Linked DNA regions of Rattus norvegicus: region 1 is linked to region 2. Evidence: chromatin contacts called from public Hi-C data. All regions are on one chromosome and are shown on one strand. Each heading gives the region's core, a stretch centred on a gene start, on an enhancer-like site or on the middle of the called end of the contact. The rest is flanking DNA. Distances are from core to core; before and after follow the strand shown. Region 1 has its middle 32 kb from the start of Batf. Region 2 holds the start of Nek9 (NIMA-related kinase 9).

Region 1 (6,653 bases), core at 222-2,721, 340 kb after region 2:
TAATATCCCCCAAATTGAAGGGCCAGGGTACAGCTTGGTAGTAGTACATTTGCCTATTGCATGAGAGGTGCTGTGTTCAAACCTTACCACTAAGATTTACACAAAAAGGAAAGGAAAGGAAAGGAAAGGAAAGGAAAGGAAAGGAAAGGAAAGGAGAGAAATGGAAGGAAGGGAAAGGAAAGGAGGGGGAGAAAAAGCTATCAACCCACGAAGATCCAAGGAGGATGCCTAGTGTGTACTGCTCTGGTCTGGGAAGGATGCACACTGAGTATACTGGCTAACTTTATATCACCTTGACATAAACTAGAGTTATCCCAGAGGAGAGAGCCTCGGCTGAGAAGTCTCCATTTCATTCAGATGTAGGCAAGCCTCTAGGGCATTTTCTTAATTAGTGATCAATGTGGGAGGGCCCAGTCCAATGTGGGTGGTGCCATCCCTGGGCTGTAGTCCTGGGTTCTGCAAGAAAACAGGCTGAGCAAGGCATTTTGTTACAACAGTGGAAAAGTAACTAATACACCTGAGTTGTATGTATGTGTATAAACGTATGTATGTATGTATGTATGTATGTATGTATGTATGTATGTATGTATGCATGCATAATCTGCATGCATGTACCTTCATATTGTGCATGTCAGATCATGTCAGGATCACGGTTTCAGAGGTTCTCAGTCTGTGGTTATCAAGCATCTGACAGCCATGCCAGTGACCACAAATGCTGACCCTCCTGTCTCAGTCTTCAGACGTCCCAACTCTGACCAAAACATTGACTCCAACTTCCTGAAGGTCCCTGAGCCAGAGTCGTCCAGGTGAGCCACCCCTGAATTCCTAGCTCTCAGTACTCCTGGAGAGAATACTGACTCTTGTTTTAAGCTGCTGAATCTGAGGATCTTTTGTTAGGAGGCAATAGATGACCAATACATATTTGCACCTGCACTCCAGTGGCTACAATTAGACACTTAGTCACACCTAACCTCAACAGAGAGAGAGAGGTGTAGCCCGGTCGTATGCCCAGGGAAAGGGAAAGGGACTGGCTGAGCAGCCAACTATTACCTATGTGGAGGTTCTGTGATTCCTTTCTCGGTGGACAGATGCTGTGGTCAAACCCATCAGCTCATGACATAAGTGCGAGAGGTCTCACTTCTGACCGTCGGTTGCTTGTTATGGGTACCACAGTAGCCACAGATTGCTACAAAGAAGGAGAGGCACCGAGTCCAGATTTAAAGTTTACTTTATATATTTTTAAAGTTCTGATTGTAATTGTTCCTTTACGCTTTTGCCGATTTAATTTTAGCTTTGTGATTTATTTTTGGTGTGTGCAGTGTGGGAGCCCGTGTGTACCACAGTGCACTTGTAGAGGTCAGAGGACAACCTGGGGCAGCTGGTTCTGCCCTTCCGCTGTGTGAGTTCTGGGGATTGGACTCTGGTCCTCGGTCCCAGTGACAAGTGCCTTTACACGCTGAATCATCTTGCAGGCCCCAGACTTTACATAACGGTTTATAAAAAGCTGTACTGTGTGATCACACAGTCTCTGGAGCAAGAAAGTTTTCATGTGCAACGAAAAAAGACTTAGGAAAGAATATAGTGGGAAAGTAAAAATATTCTTCCCGGCAAGATTATGGATGGCTTCCTTTTGTTCATTTCATGTATATTTGGTTTTATTTTAACGTTTCTTTCTTTTCATAGAAAGAAGAGTTTTTTGAGCATGTTACGTGGGCACTATGTGAAGCACAGCTTGCTTTAAAAAATTTTTAGGACTGGAGAGATGGCTCAGCGGTTAAGAGCACTGACTGCTCTTCCAGAGGTCCTGAGTTCAGTTCTAAGCAACCACGTGGTGGCTCACGACCATCTGTAATGAGATCCGATGCCCTCTTCTGGTGTGTCTGACAGCTGCAGTGTACTCATATACATAAAAGTAAATAAGTATTTAAAATTTTTTAAAAACTGCCTGTTTATTTTATTTCACTTCAGTTTTAGATGATGCCAGGGGTTAAACCTGGGGTCTTATGCATGCAAGCCAAGTACGCTACCACTGAACTGCATGCCCAGACCTGTAATTTTGCTTTTATAAGGTGAGGAAGTTGGGTGGTGGTGGTAACGGTTACAGTGGTGGCAGAGGCGGCGGCAGTGGCAGCGCACACCTTTAATCCCAGCGCTCAGGAGACAGAGGCAGGAGGATCTCTGTGAGTTGGAGGCTAGCCTGGTCTACAGAGAGAGTTCCAGAACAGCCAGTCTCTGTCAAGACAGAGAAATCCTGTCTTGAAAAAAAGTAATAATAATTTTAAAATGAAAATATGTGCGTTGTTTTTATTTAAAAAGACATGGTTTTAAAAACAGGGCCTCACTATGTCGTCCAAGCTAGTCTGGAACTCTCTCCTGACTTTGAACTTCCTGCCTCAGTCTCCCAGGCGCTGAGACTAAAGTCATAGAAAAGATAGTTTTTGTTAAAATCCAGTGGAAGGATACAATGCCAAGCCCTCTAACACAAGAGACACTGCAAATGGAGCGGGCGGGTGGGAGGGGGTGGGGGGGGCAGGGTGGGAGGCTGTGCTCTGTTCAGGTTGAGACTGAGCTATCTGGTAGCTCGTGGGGCCTTGGGGAGCAGCCTGTGAATGAAGCACAGAGAGGCTTCTCAGAAGATTGGTTGACACACTGTGCTCAGAGTATTCTCGTGCCCGGCTTTTCCCAGCAGACATGCCGCAGGCCTCCTTGATGCTGCTGCCTGCCTAGGGACAGATCTTGTTTCTGTTTCTTACAGTGGCAGAGTGGCATCCTCTGAATGCCTCCCCCACCCAGACACACACCCACCCCCATGCCACTTTCTGCTTCTTTCTCCCTCTGGCCTGCCAGGCTCTGTGCAAAGCCTCATGGTAATGGGCCATGGGTAGACTGGAGATTCCAGGGTATTGATCCTGAGCTCCTAAACTTCCTATTGTGTGATTTTGGGCTAGTCACTGGACCATTTGACCTTAGTTTGTTGACCTGTAAAATGGGCTCGAAATAATCTGTGATGGATGCCACACATTGAAATACCACATGTGGCACACAGTAAGACAGCCACTGATGGGGGGATGGAAAACTAGACAAACCCCTTGCCCTTGGAGCACAAGCTTAGGGTGTTAAATAGAGTATTACAGATTGAACAACTGAGAAACAGGGGTGGGGGCTGAGGGGCGGAACCCGCTAGTCTGGGAGGTAGGATTTTCAAGTCTTCAAATGAACTAATGCCTTGGTACCGTCCTTCAGGTCTTGCTCTTAGCTGGTAAGGAGCTGGATCCCTCCTGGTTACCTCCCACCCTCTTTGTCCTCAGACCTCCATTACTCCATAGACACTTTGCCTGAAGGCCCTTTCTGCCTTAAAAAAAAAAAAAAAGGTATGTTAACAGAATCGGACTGCTGTATGTTGTCAGTTTTTCTCCTGCTTTTAGAAGAGGTTATGGCCCAGGGAGACAGGTCAGTGGGCAAAGTGCTTGCTGTGTGAGCATGAGGACCCCGAGTTCAGAGCCCCAGCTCCTATATAAAGCTGCATGTGGCAGCAGCGTGTGTCTCTGATCCTCGCATTCCAACCTGAAATGGAAAGTGGAGACAAGGTTCTCTGGAAGCTGGAGGGCCAGTGGGCCCGGCCCACATAGCAGTAGACAGGCTCTGCCTCAGATAAGGTGGAAGGCGAGGACAGACAGCCAAGGTTGTCCTCTGACTCTGGCTTCCACATGCATGCTATGACGTGTCTACCCCCAGATCTCCCCATCCCCCATACTGGAGAGCACGCACACACACACACACACACACACACACACACTCATCACACAGAAAGAAATCGAAACATTTCCACATGCCCCTAAATGTATCGAAGGCCTCATGTACTGCTTCCATCAGGCCTAAAGCCGTGGCTCCCCACCCTCCTGAGGCTGCAAGCCTTCCATACAGTTCCTCGTGTTGGGGTGACCCCAACCATGAAATTATTTTTGCTGCTACTTCATGCCTGTAATTTTGCTACAGTTATGAATCGTGATGTAGATCTCTGTATTTTCTGATGGAATCCCCATGAAAGGGTCGTTTGATTTCCCCCCCCCCCCAAGGGGTTGCCAGTCACTGGTTGAGAACCACCTTATCTGAGACTAATGGCTAAGTCACTGTGACCTGTCCCAGGGAAGGGAACACAGAACAGGGTACTCAGCCCTCCCAGGGGGTTTCAGGCCAGTCGTAGAGGCCGAGAACAAACCTTCATCACTTCCATCATGGAGTCAGTCTTGCTAAGCTCTCACGCTCTCCTAAGCCCGGTGCCCCGTTACCAGAGAACAGAAAGTCAGGATGTGAGGGACTGAAATCCAGAAGCAGACAGGCTGCCTTCTGAATCACATGACGATGAATGCGGTTGGGGCAGTGGCGCTCCCACCGCCGCCGTGTGAATAAGGCAGTGCGGATCCTGAGTGCAGGTGGCGGGGCCCCTTCACCTGGGTCACTCTGGCTTGTCGTTTAAGGCTCCCTTCAGGCGTGGCTGCACTTTCAGTGGGTTTTTGGCTTGAAGCTCACCCAACAGCAAGCCGCTAACTAGGGGAACTTAGGCTTTGCTTAGGGGGGTACAAAGAAGCGATTTGGAGAGCAAAAACCACGGTTTGCCGCTGTTTGATGGTCTCTGTGAAAGGTGCTTCTGTTTGAGGTGCAGGATGCATCGGCATGGGACCAGGAAGTGGTAACTCCTTAAACCTTGCTGCCCGTTCACACCTTCAGTGACTCATTTTGATGAAACTCAACGGAGCTCCAAACACCTGCACACTGCGGAGTATTTTCAGATAGAAAGCTCCACAACTCCCTTCTGCACAGACCCCCAAGAAACGGAGACCCAGCAGAAGGACCGTCAGCCTAAGGGAACACTATTCCCGCCTGCCACCCGTCATTGCTCCTATCCCTGCACTCCTGGATACAGTGGGGACTGGCCTTGAGGTACAGGGATACCTCTTTATACAATGGGGTAACCACTTTATGCACACACACACACACACAAACACAAACATATATATATACATAGGGACACACGTGGTGTGTCTTTCTAAGCACATCACTAATTTGCATAATGTGACTGACGTCAGTTTTATCAAATAAAAATCCACATCATGTGCATATCTGAATCTAGATAATCTCTCTAGGTGGTAGAATTATAGTAGTTTAGTTGTACTTTAATCAGATCAGTAACGATTCTTCTCTCTTTCTTTCATTTTTCTCTCTCTCGCTGTTTTCAGATTGCACCTCGTTCAGTAGTTTAGCTAGCTTCCAGTTCCCCAGTGCTGGGGCTAGGGGTGTGCACTCTTCAGCTACTTTCATTCACTTATTTCTTCACGAAACTTTCTAGAACTGCCAGGCATCTGTTTCGTGACCCTAAGAACCAGCCTAGAGCCAGCTCATTTCTAAATCCTTGGTCTTGAGGATGCGCCTTGAGCCAGACAGGAGACCCACTTTCCCTTCTGAGGGAGGGGAAAAAAGCCCTGCCGCCTCTAACCAATATCTTTGCTGCCCTCTGGTGGCCATTTGGGGCCGCAGCACGACTATTGTCTCAAACTGGCTATTCTTTCTATTTTGTTTCCCAAGAACCCGGTTTCTTAGAACTGGTTTGCTTTTCCGAGGTTGAGAGCCATTTATATTCAGAGAGGTGCTCGGGCGTGACCCTTTTCAAGATCCGGTGGAAGTGTAGATCTTGTTAACCTCCAAAGACCCCAGTTTATTTCAGGCCCTGGGTAACGGCGCAGGGAGGGTCACGTTCTCACAGTGACAGAGAAGCCACATTTGCGTTGTTCAGGGTACTTACTGGCGAGTCCACCAGCACATCTATCCAAACGCAGAAGGCGGCAGCGTTTCTCCTGAAGCGGGAGGAGGTTTCTGCTCTGGGCTCCCACAGCCAGTTCTGGGCCCCGACTCCCAGATGCCCTTGTGTCGTGTCAATTACTCCATCTCTCTGTTTTTCATCTGCAGTGGGGGTGGGGTGGGGTCGTTGACATCATGCCTGGGGGATTTAACTCCCCCCACTCCCCCACCCCCTTCCCAGCCAGCGCTACCAACCAGCTGATGAGTTTTGGCATTAGAACCCCCACCCAGCTATTAATTACTTAATGTTTTCCACAATCCATAAGGTTTTTTTTTTTTCTCCCGAGCCTGGAAACCGAGGACTTCTCCATACACACGTTGCCACCCTTAGCCACTAGCAGGTGTGTGAGTTTCTTTTCCTGTGACTGTGGCTCACAGATTGGAGTACGACACTATGAGGGAGTCAAAGCCGAAGGAGTTTGAAGCAGCCAGTGAGGCTGCATCCACAGTCAGAAACAGAGAAGAATGGATGGATGCTGTAGTCAGCTTTTCATTCAGCCTAGGACCCCAGCCCTTAGAACCATGCCAACCACCTCCATGAACATAGTCTAGATACTGCCCTAGAGGCTGATCTAATCTAGGACCCAAAGCCTGCCTTTTAGGCAGATCTAGATCCTGTCAAATTGACAATCTCAGCCATCTCAGAAGGGCTATCTAATCTTCATTTAACAACCAAGAAAAGCACGACTCAGACAGGCTGAGTTTCCAAAGACCACACAGCTGGAATCGGGGAGGTAGCATTTGGTCCTGTTTCAGCTCCCAGCATCCCCATCCTGAAGCCACTGGGCTGGTTCTTA
Region 2 (7,099 bases), core at 1,998-4,497:
ACTCTGTAAGAATGATGGAGGGAACTCTTTCCCCACACTCTGAACATCATCTTACAACTCTCCAAGACCTCAGTGGATTTCTCCAGAAAGCCATTTTGAGTTTTATCATTACAAGTCCTTTCTTATACTCCTCTCCCTCAAAGCAATGATGTCATGTGAGTGTCTCTGAGGAAGTCCCACCGAACTCTGCCTTACCGTTACAATACTCCAACTCAATCAGCAGGGTAGTATTGTCCATAAAGTGGTTGTAGTAGGCAATAATGTTGTCATGCTGCAGCAGCGCTAGAATGACAATCTCATTCAAGGCGTCACGACGCTCTTTCTCAGAAAGTCGGGTCAAATCAACTTCCTTCCACACCACCAGTGAGTCATCCTACAACACAGGAGCAGGGGCATGTGTTTTCTTCTTACCTGGCAGTGCCCCGATCCATACCCAACCTGTGAGCTTCGAAGAATGACTCAGACTTTAAAGATTCTGCACAGTTATTATAATTTGCTGAAGATCTAGGGGAAACAAAGCTTGAAGGTGGTATTTTCCAGCTTGGACAGATGGTTAAGTGTTTAAGAGAGTATACTGCATTTGCAGAGATCCAGAGTTTGATTACCAGGGTCCACTTTGGGCAGTACACAAATGCCTATAACTTTAGCTCTAGGAGGGCATGGGTAGGACCCAATGCACCTGACCTCTGAAGGAACCTCCACTCACTTGCACATACCCACATATAGACAGTGAATTTAAAAATAAAACTAAATCTTTTTTTTTTAAAAATGTTATTTTGAGAGCTGGTAGAAATGGCTTTAGTGGGTAAAAGGTGCTTACTGTCAAATCTGAAAACTTGAATTTGAACCTCAGAATTGGCACAGTGGAAGAACTGACTACCACACACATACACAAAATAAAAAAATATAGAAAAAAATCAAAACACTACTTTGTTGCTGCCCTTAATTTGCACAGTCTTAGTTTCAGGTATTAGTATTAGATAAGACCTGACTTCAGGGATTCTGTTGAGGGATGTTGGAGGTCCCTAGTAATAATGGGGCCTGTGGCAGAGCTGGAATTTGAGGAAGACAGAAGTACACAGCAGCATCTCCATCTGACAATAGGTCCTTATAAAATCCAAGTATTATATACCTGTCTGATTTCATAAACTTAATTTTCATCTACTCTTTCTGAATAAGACACCCCCCCCACACACACACACAGCTTTTCTAATCCTTGTAAGTTGCAGTCACTTCCATGCAGACTGACCTAACCTTTACTTCATTTTGGGATACTTCTCATTCTTTAGCTACTGCTTCCTAGCCTACCAGCACCCATGTTAACATTCCTTTAGAATACCTCAGCAAGGCCTTTCAAAGTTTCTTTTGAAAACTTCAAACTTTTTACCAAACACGTAAATACGGCTCATTCTCAGTCCCTGCACACGGCAAGCACTCAGTCCTTTTTTCTCCTTTGGATATCCACACCTGAGACCGTTACTAACATGACTGGCCTTCGGCTGAACTATAACCTAGAAGAAAGGGTTGTTTCTAAAAAGCTTTGCAAGTTCATCTTATAAATACCATGTGACAGAGATAACGTCATACAGTTCTGAGAAGTGTGATAAAATTAACTCAAAGCTAGTAATCAAGTTTAACGTGATACATAAGACAGAGATAGGAAACTGGTGCGCAAACCTTGAGTGAGTGTGCCACTTAAATATACTGACTTAAAAGCTAGGAAATAGTAGTGACACTCATCTTTGGCCACAAATAAGAACACAGACTACTACAGATGAGAGTGCCCACTAATGGGTTCCTAAAATAGAAAAGAACACAAAAATATTTTCTTGTAACTACTTTCCTTCCACCTTTCAGTCTTAGATATATGCTGGGGGCTTGGGCTATGGCTCAGTGGTAGAACGCCTTCTGAGCATTGATTGGTAGAGCCTGTCTTATCCCCAGTACAAAAAGTGCTGGCTGGGAGCAGACACTAACTAGAATTGCAGGTGCATGAATCACCTTCTGCAGCCTCAGCAAGTTCTCATTAAATGTTTACCCTAAAGCTAGAGCTTTAAGCTGTAGAGATTAAACCCAAATTATGGTTAGTTTGGGGGAAGAGAATCATTACTACAGGATTTTAAATCATTAAATTCTTAATTTCGGAGCCAGTGATCCATGGGTCTTTCCAAAGAACTTATACAAGAAGGTGGGAAAAATAACAAGCTTCCCTGGGTTCTTAAAGAAAGGGGTCTCTGTTTCCCCAGAACTAACTACACCAATAAAGTATTTGTCTTACATAATCACTGAATGAAAAGCAAGGAGAAAGCACACAAGCAAAAAACAAGACACAATGATTTTTCTGGTGATCAAGGAAATCCTCCAACTCAGTGATCGTTTATGAAAAAGAAATAACAACAGAACTAGCAGAGTGTGTTGTAAGTGCCAGTGTGGCTATCTGGGAGCACACACCAACTCTCCATCCCGACACTGAACAGCTGTATGAAAGGAAGTGAGCTTTTATATATAGACTGTTCTCAATCTGCAAAGCACCTTCGTTTGGATCTCAAAATAACCTTTAAAGTGTAAAGTGGTTTTTTGGGGGTGACATGGGTGGGAGAAGATAGTTATCGCTAAGTCCAATTACAAACGGGAAAACGAAAATTCAAAAGACCGCTCAGTGAGTGACTCGCTTAGTTCGCCGTGATAGCAGTGATCAAACCCATTTCCTAAAGTAGGTGAAGCGAAAGCGCGGTGGGGCCCGAGACATAAGCCTCAGGGGACGCCTGAATAGAGGGCTCCGAGCAAGCAGTGCTAGAAAGCAAGGCCGGGAAGGAGGGAGCGGGGAGGCCCGGCAAGCGTCCGGAGCTGAGGGCCGCTACCTCGGTGCGGCGGTATAGCGTGGCCTCCCCAAAGGCGCCGCGGCCCAGGACGCGGATGGGGATGTAGTGCAGCTCCTCCTGCTCCGCCGCACCGCCGGCTCGCGGCCCCGGGCTAGCGCTGGGCCCCGAGCCCGAGTCCCCGCCACCCCCGGACTCGCTTCCGAAGTCCGAGTTGATGGAATCGCAGTGTCGCTCATACTCGCCCAGCACGGACATGGCGGAGGCCGCAGCTCGGCGTGAGCCGCCTGCGTATCCACGGCGGGCAGTTGCCGGCCGCGTAGCGCCTCACTGGCCTCAGACGTAAGCCACCGGCTTAGGCAACACTGCGGCCCAGTGAGCTTCCATGGTGGCTCCTGCCCCCTCACCCGGAAGCAGTTCTCGGTATTTCCGGCTCGTTGGGGTTTTTCCTCCGCCTTCTCTTGCCCACTTGTTACAAATGAGTCCCGTACACTCTAAGGCATCGCTGACTTTGGCACCTGTGAGTGTCGTGGACGCCGAAGAGCGACCACAGCAGACCGCTCCCTTACCAGCTCTCCAGACGACGTTAGACTTTGGAGGTGGTCCTGGCGTCAAGTTAGTACCAAAAGCTGTGACTGTGCTAGCAATCACTTGACTTGTGGGGCAGGGCTCTTGTTTGTAGAGATACTGTCATAAAGATAATGGAGCAAGCTGAAAACATTTAACTTCTGACATCTCATTCAGTAGGTTAGGATCTTTCTCCTAGGACCACCATAGGTCCCCTCTTCACAACTTGTAAAATACTTAATCCTACTTGATGCCATTCTCTCCTCCCTTCTCATCTTCCAGAATCGGCATAAAGCATTCCTGAAACATCAGGTGCCGGACATACACGGTATTTGAGAACAGAGAATGGACACCAAGAGAATTGCAATACAGTAAATACAGCTGCTTTATTATGTTATCTTAACCTCATAACTATTGTGAGCTTTAACAATTCCCCCCCCCTTCTTCTCATAACTACTGTGAGCTTTAACAATTCCTCCTCCTCCTTCCTCTTCCTCTTCCCCCTCCTCCTCCTTCTTTTTCTTCTTCTTCTTCCTCCTCCTCCTCTTCCTCTTCCTCCTCCTCCTCCTCTTCTTCTTTGTCGTCTATAAAGTTGCAGGACTATGACCACCACAGGGGTGCCCAGGTGGGGACTATGCTAAAGAGTTTTGTTTTATTTGAAAATTATGGCCCCAAATCCTCACAATACTATGAACACAGGGTTTCTGTGTCTGTTGGGGTGGGGTGTGGATTGTTTTACGTGATACAGCTAGTTAGGAGGAGCTTGAGAATCAAACCCTGCAGTCTGGTCCCAGAGTTAGGAAAAGGCAGGGTGTGATGAAACTAAGGGGTTATGGGGCTGGCACCGTTGCGCTTGTTGGGTAGAAGCAGGAAGTACCCTTTGTGGGTTGTACAGTTTGGTGTTTCCTGTGGACGGTGGAAAACTAAAGTAAAGGACTATGTGATTAGGGCCCTATGTTCCAGGAGAGAGAGAGAGAGAGAGAGAGAGAGAGAGAGAGAGAGAGAGAGAGAGAGAGAGAGAGAGAGAGAGCTTTCGTGCGTGTTTTAATCATTGTGTGTATAGATGGGGTGGGGTGGGGTTGTGCTTCCAAGACACGTATGCGGTGATCAGAGGATAATTTTGCAGTTTCTTTCTTTCCACCACAGGTTCTGCGGATTGACTATAAATTGTCAGATTTGCATGACAAGAACCTTTACCCACAGAGCCATTTTCCTGGCTCTCAATGCTCTCAGTCTTCTGAGGAAATCTGCTTAAGCTTGCTTTCTCTAGGGTAGTGACTAAAACATCCTTTTGCTTAAGTGCCCAGCCCAGTTATTACTTTGGTCACCTTAGGGTAAGACCTAATTTCTGTTTACAAAGGACTCAGAAAGCCGAGTGGAGAACAAAGACGGGTGGCGAGATGATCAGTTAGGCGGCAATTTCTGTTCTAAGAGGTAAAGTCACTGAGTGAAGAGGTTCAGATTTCAGAAATCCATCCGAGGGACATTTAGGCTTGGTGATCAGGTGGAATGTGGTAAGGTAGATGCAGGAACTCTGGGAGTTCAGTCTAGGTTAGCTAAGAAGACCTCACACACAGGAAGAAGACAAGATTGGTGTGATGTGAGGGTTGAGTTCATACTCCACACCTCATCGGTGTTCCGTTTAACATGGGGTGATACTTCACACCGCATCTGGACAGTAGACCACAAGAGATTTCTGTTGCCTGAGTCTATCTGGACCCAGTGTTTACATTAGTAATGATAGTCTGCTTGTATGATGCACACATTGAACTAAATCTCTTTTTCACATCCAGTCCAAACTAAGCCAGGCCTCCCAACCTGTTACCATTGCTGTTTTAAGGATACTTATCTATCACATTTTGATGTATTCGGCTTTATTGCTATTTCTACTCGTTAGAATGTCAGCCTCATTACTATGTATCATCGGTACCCAGAAACGTGTGCGGCCTAACAGTAGAGACTTAAAAAGGGGTGGGGAGCTGTTGGTTGTTGAGTGACTATCAGTTTGTTACCCACAAGTATGTCACACTTCCTGACAGAATGCCTGTTCACTAATGTTGATTTCTGAGTGCCCTAGATGATACAAATCTTTCTGATTTTGAGCTCTCTCACTTAACAAGCACAGGTAGTACCTTCTTCGTGGGCCAGGTGCTGGATTACAACACAGAATAAACATGGGTCCTACCCTCATGGAGTTTAGTCTTCCAAAGAACAGGAAATAACAAGGCAGTAATAATTTTGGGTAAGTAAGCACTTTTAAAAGTTCAAGGTTCCCAAAAGGCATTTAGAAGGTGTGGATAGAAGGGGAACTTGCTGGCCATGGTTCTCAGGAATACCCAAATGAAAGTGTTAACAGCGATGAGAAGGCACTTCGAGAGTAAAGTTGCCTCTTATTTATCTGGGCACAGTAGATTTTAGCTAAACTACTCTGTGAAAGAGAATAGGAAGTCATTATATATTTGACCTGAAATGATGGGGGAAATCAGATTACTTAAAATTATAAGCATCCACTTTCAGTCTAAGAAATTAAGTCTTGCTGAAGTCTAACAATTCATCTTCCTGCTCCTTTTGCATTGAAGAACTATTTAGCATGTTTAACCTGACTGCCTTAGTTATATTGCTTGTATATCTTAAGTTTAATTAGTGGAATGTCCTTTTGCATCATCTTAGAGCATACAGAAAGTTCACACCAAATTCATTAGAGTGAACTAAAACTAATCTTAACTTTTTGAGACAAAACTTTCATTGCAACCCAAGCTGGCCTGGAACTATGTAGCATAGGCTTAGCCTCAAATTCACAACACACTTCCTGCTTCAGCCACCCAAGTGCTAGGACTGCAGGTGTCAGTCACATGCCTAGCCAAAAACTAATCTGTAAATGCCCATAAATCTTAAGATCCTCAACGTTTATTTTAAAGGCCTTTGGTCAAAACAGACCATTTTCATATTTTAACAATTGAACAATGTGCTATGTTGCCAATTTCTAATTTGTGAACGGCAAACCACCAGGGCCCATAAAATTACTGGAAAAATTTGGTCACTAAAGGGCAAAGTCTACACTTCCACTGTCTGCTATTAGAGCCACTAACTCCAAGCAACACTGAACACTTACACTGTACGTATAGATGCACACTGGACTTCAAAGGTTTTCTATTAAAATAGGAAACATGAATCATTTTTATTTCGATGACATGGCAATAATATTTATAACATTCTAATTAAATACACTGCTGATATTAATTCTACTTGTTTGACTTGTTTGTGACACTGCAACATTTTAAAATATGTACATGGCTCATCTATGGGAGGACATCACCAAACAGAGTACTTTATAAGGTATGTAAATGTAAATATGCCATTATTTTATTGAAACAAATTTATTTCTAAGTTTTTTAAAGATTCTTTTTATTTCATACATATGTGTGTATCCACAGCATGCGTATTCCTGATGCCCATAGAGCTCAGAAGAAGGCATTCCTGGAACTAGAATTACAGTGTAGGTACTAGGAGCCCAACATTTAATAATGCTCTTCTCCAAGAGCAGCAGCAAGTGCTTTTTACCACTAAGCCATCTCTCCAGTCCCTATTTATCAGTTTTGCTGATCTATGATCTCTAAAGCATTGGTGAGAAAACACCTTGGTATGTATGTGTATGTATGCATATAGACGTTACAGGTCAGCCTATGTGTCATTCCTCAGGAGGCATCCATCTT

Evidence for each region. A called contact is a pair of places that touch in the nucleus more often than the background predicts.
Region 1: a Hi-C map of prefrontal cortex shows a contact between it and region 2, with 4 times the contacts expected there. The contact joins the enhancer-like site here to the promoter of Nek9 in region 2. A contact is called at or near these places in 10 of 12 Hi-C or Micro-C datasets (the A7r5 cell line, the Rat2 cell line, Schwann cells and 7 more) and 1 of 1 datasets of contacts at active chromatin or transcription factors (oligodendrocytes).

The regions. Positions count from the first base shown.
Region 1 is chr6:111,049,535-111,056,187 of GRCr8, forward strand. No RefSeq gene overlaps it. Among named protein-coding and RNA genes, the nearest start is that of Batf, 32 kb to the right of the region's middle. Within about 2 kb of position 1,472, at least 9 of the 93 cell types and tissues checked have an H3K27ac peak or open chromatin away from gene starts, as enhancers often do. A contact at or near this core is called in prefrontal cortex, where this site is marked.
Region 2 is chr6:110,712,339-110,719,437 of GRCr8, forward strand. It overlaps Nek9 (NIMA-related kinase 9), which reads right to left and starts at 3,248. Exons shown (of 22, transcript NM_001106747.2): 1 at 2,862-3,248; 2 at 196-373. The coding sequence starts at 3,077. It overlaps LOC102549675 (a long non-coding RNA gene), which reads left to right and starts at 3,295. Exons shown (of 3, transcript XR_010052290.1): 1 at 3,295-3,434; 2 at 3,669-7,099.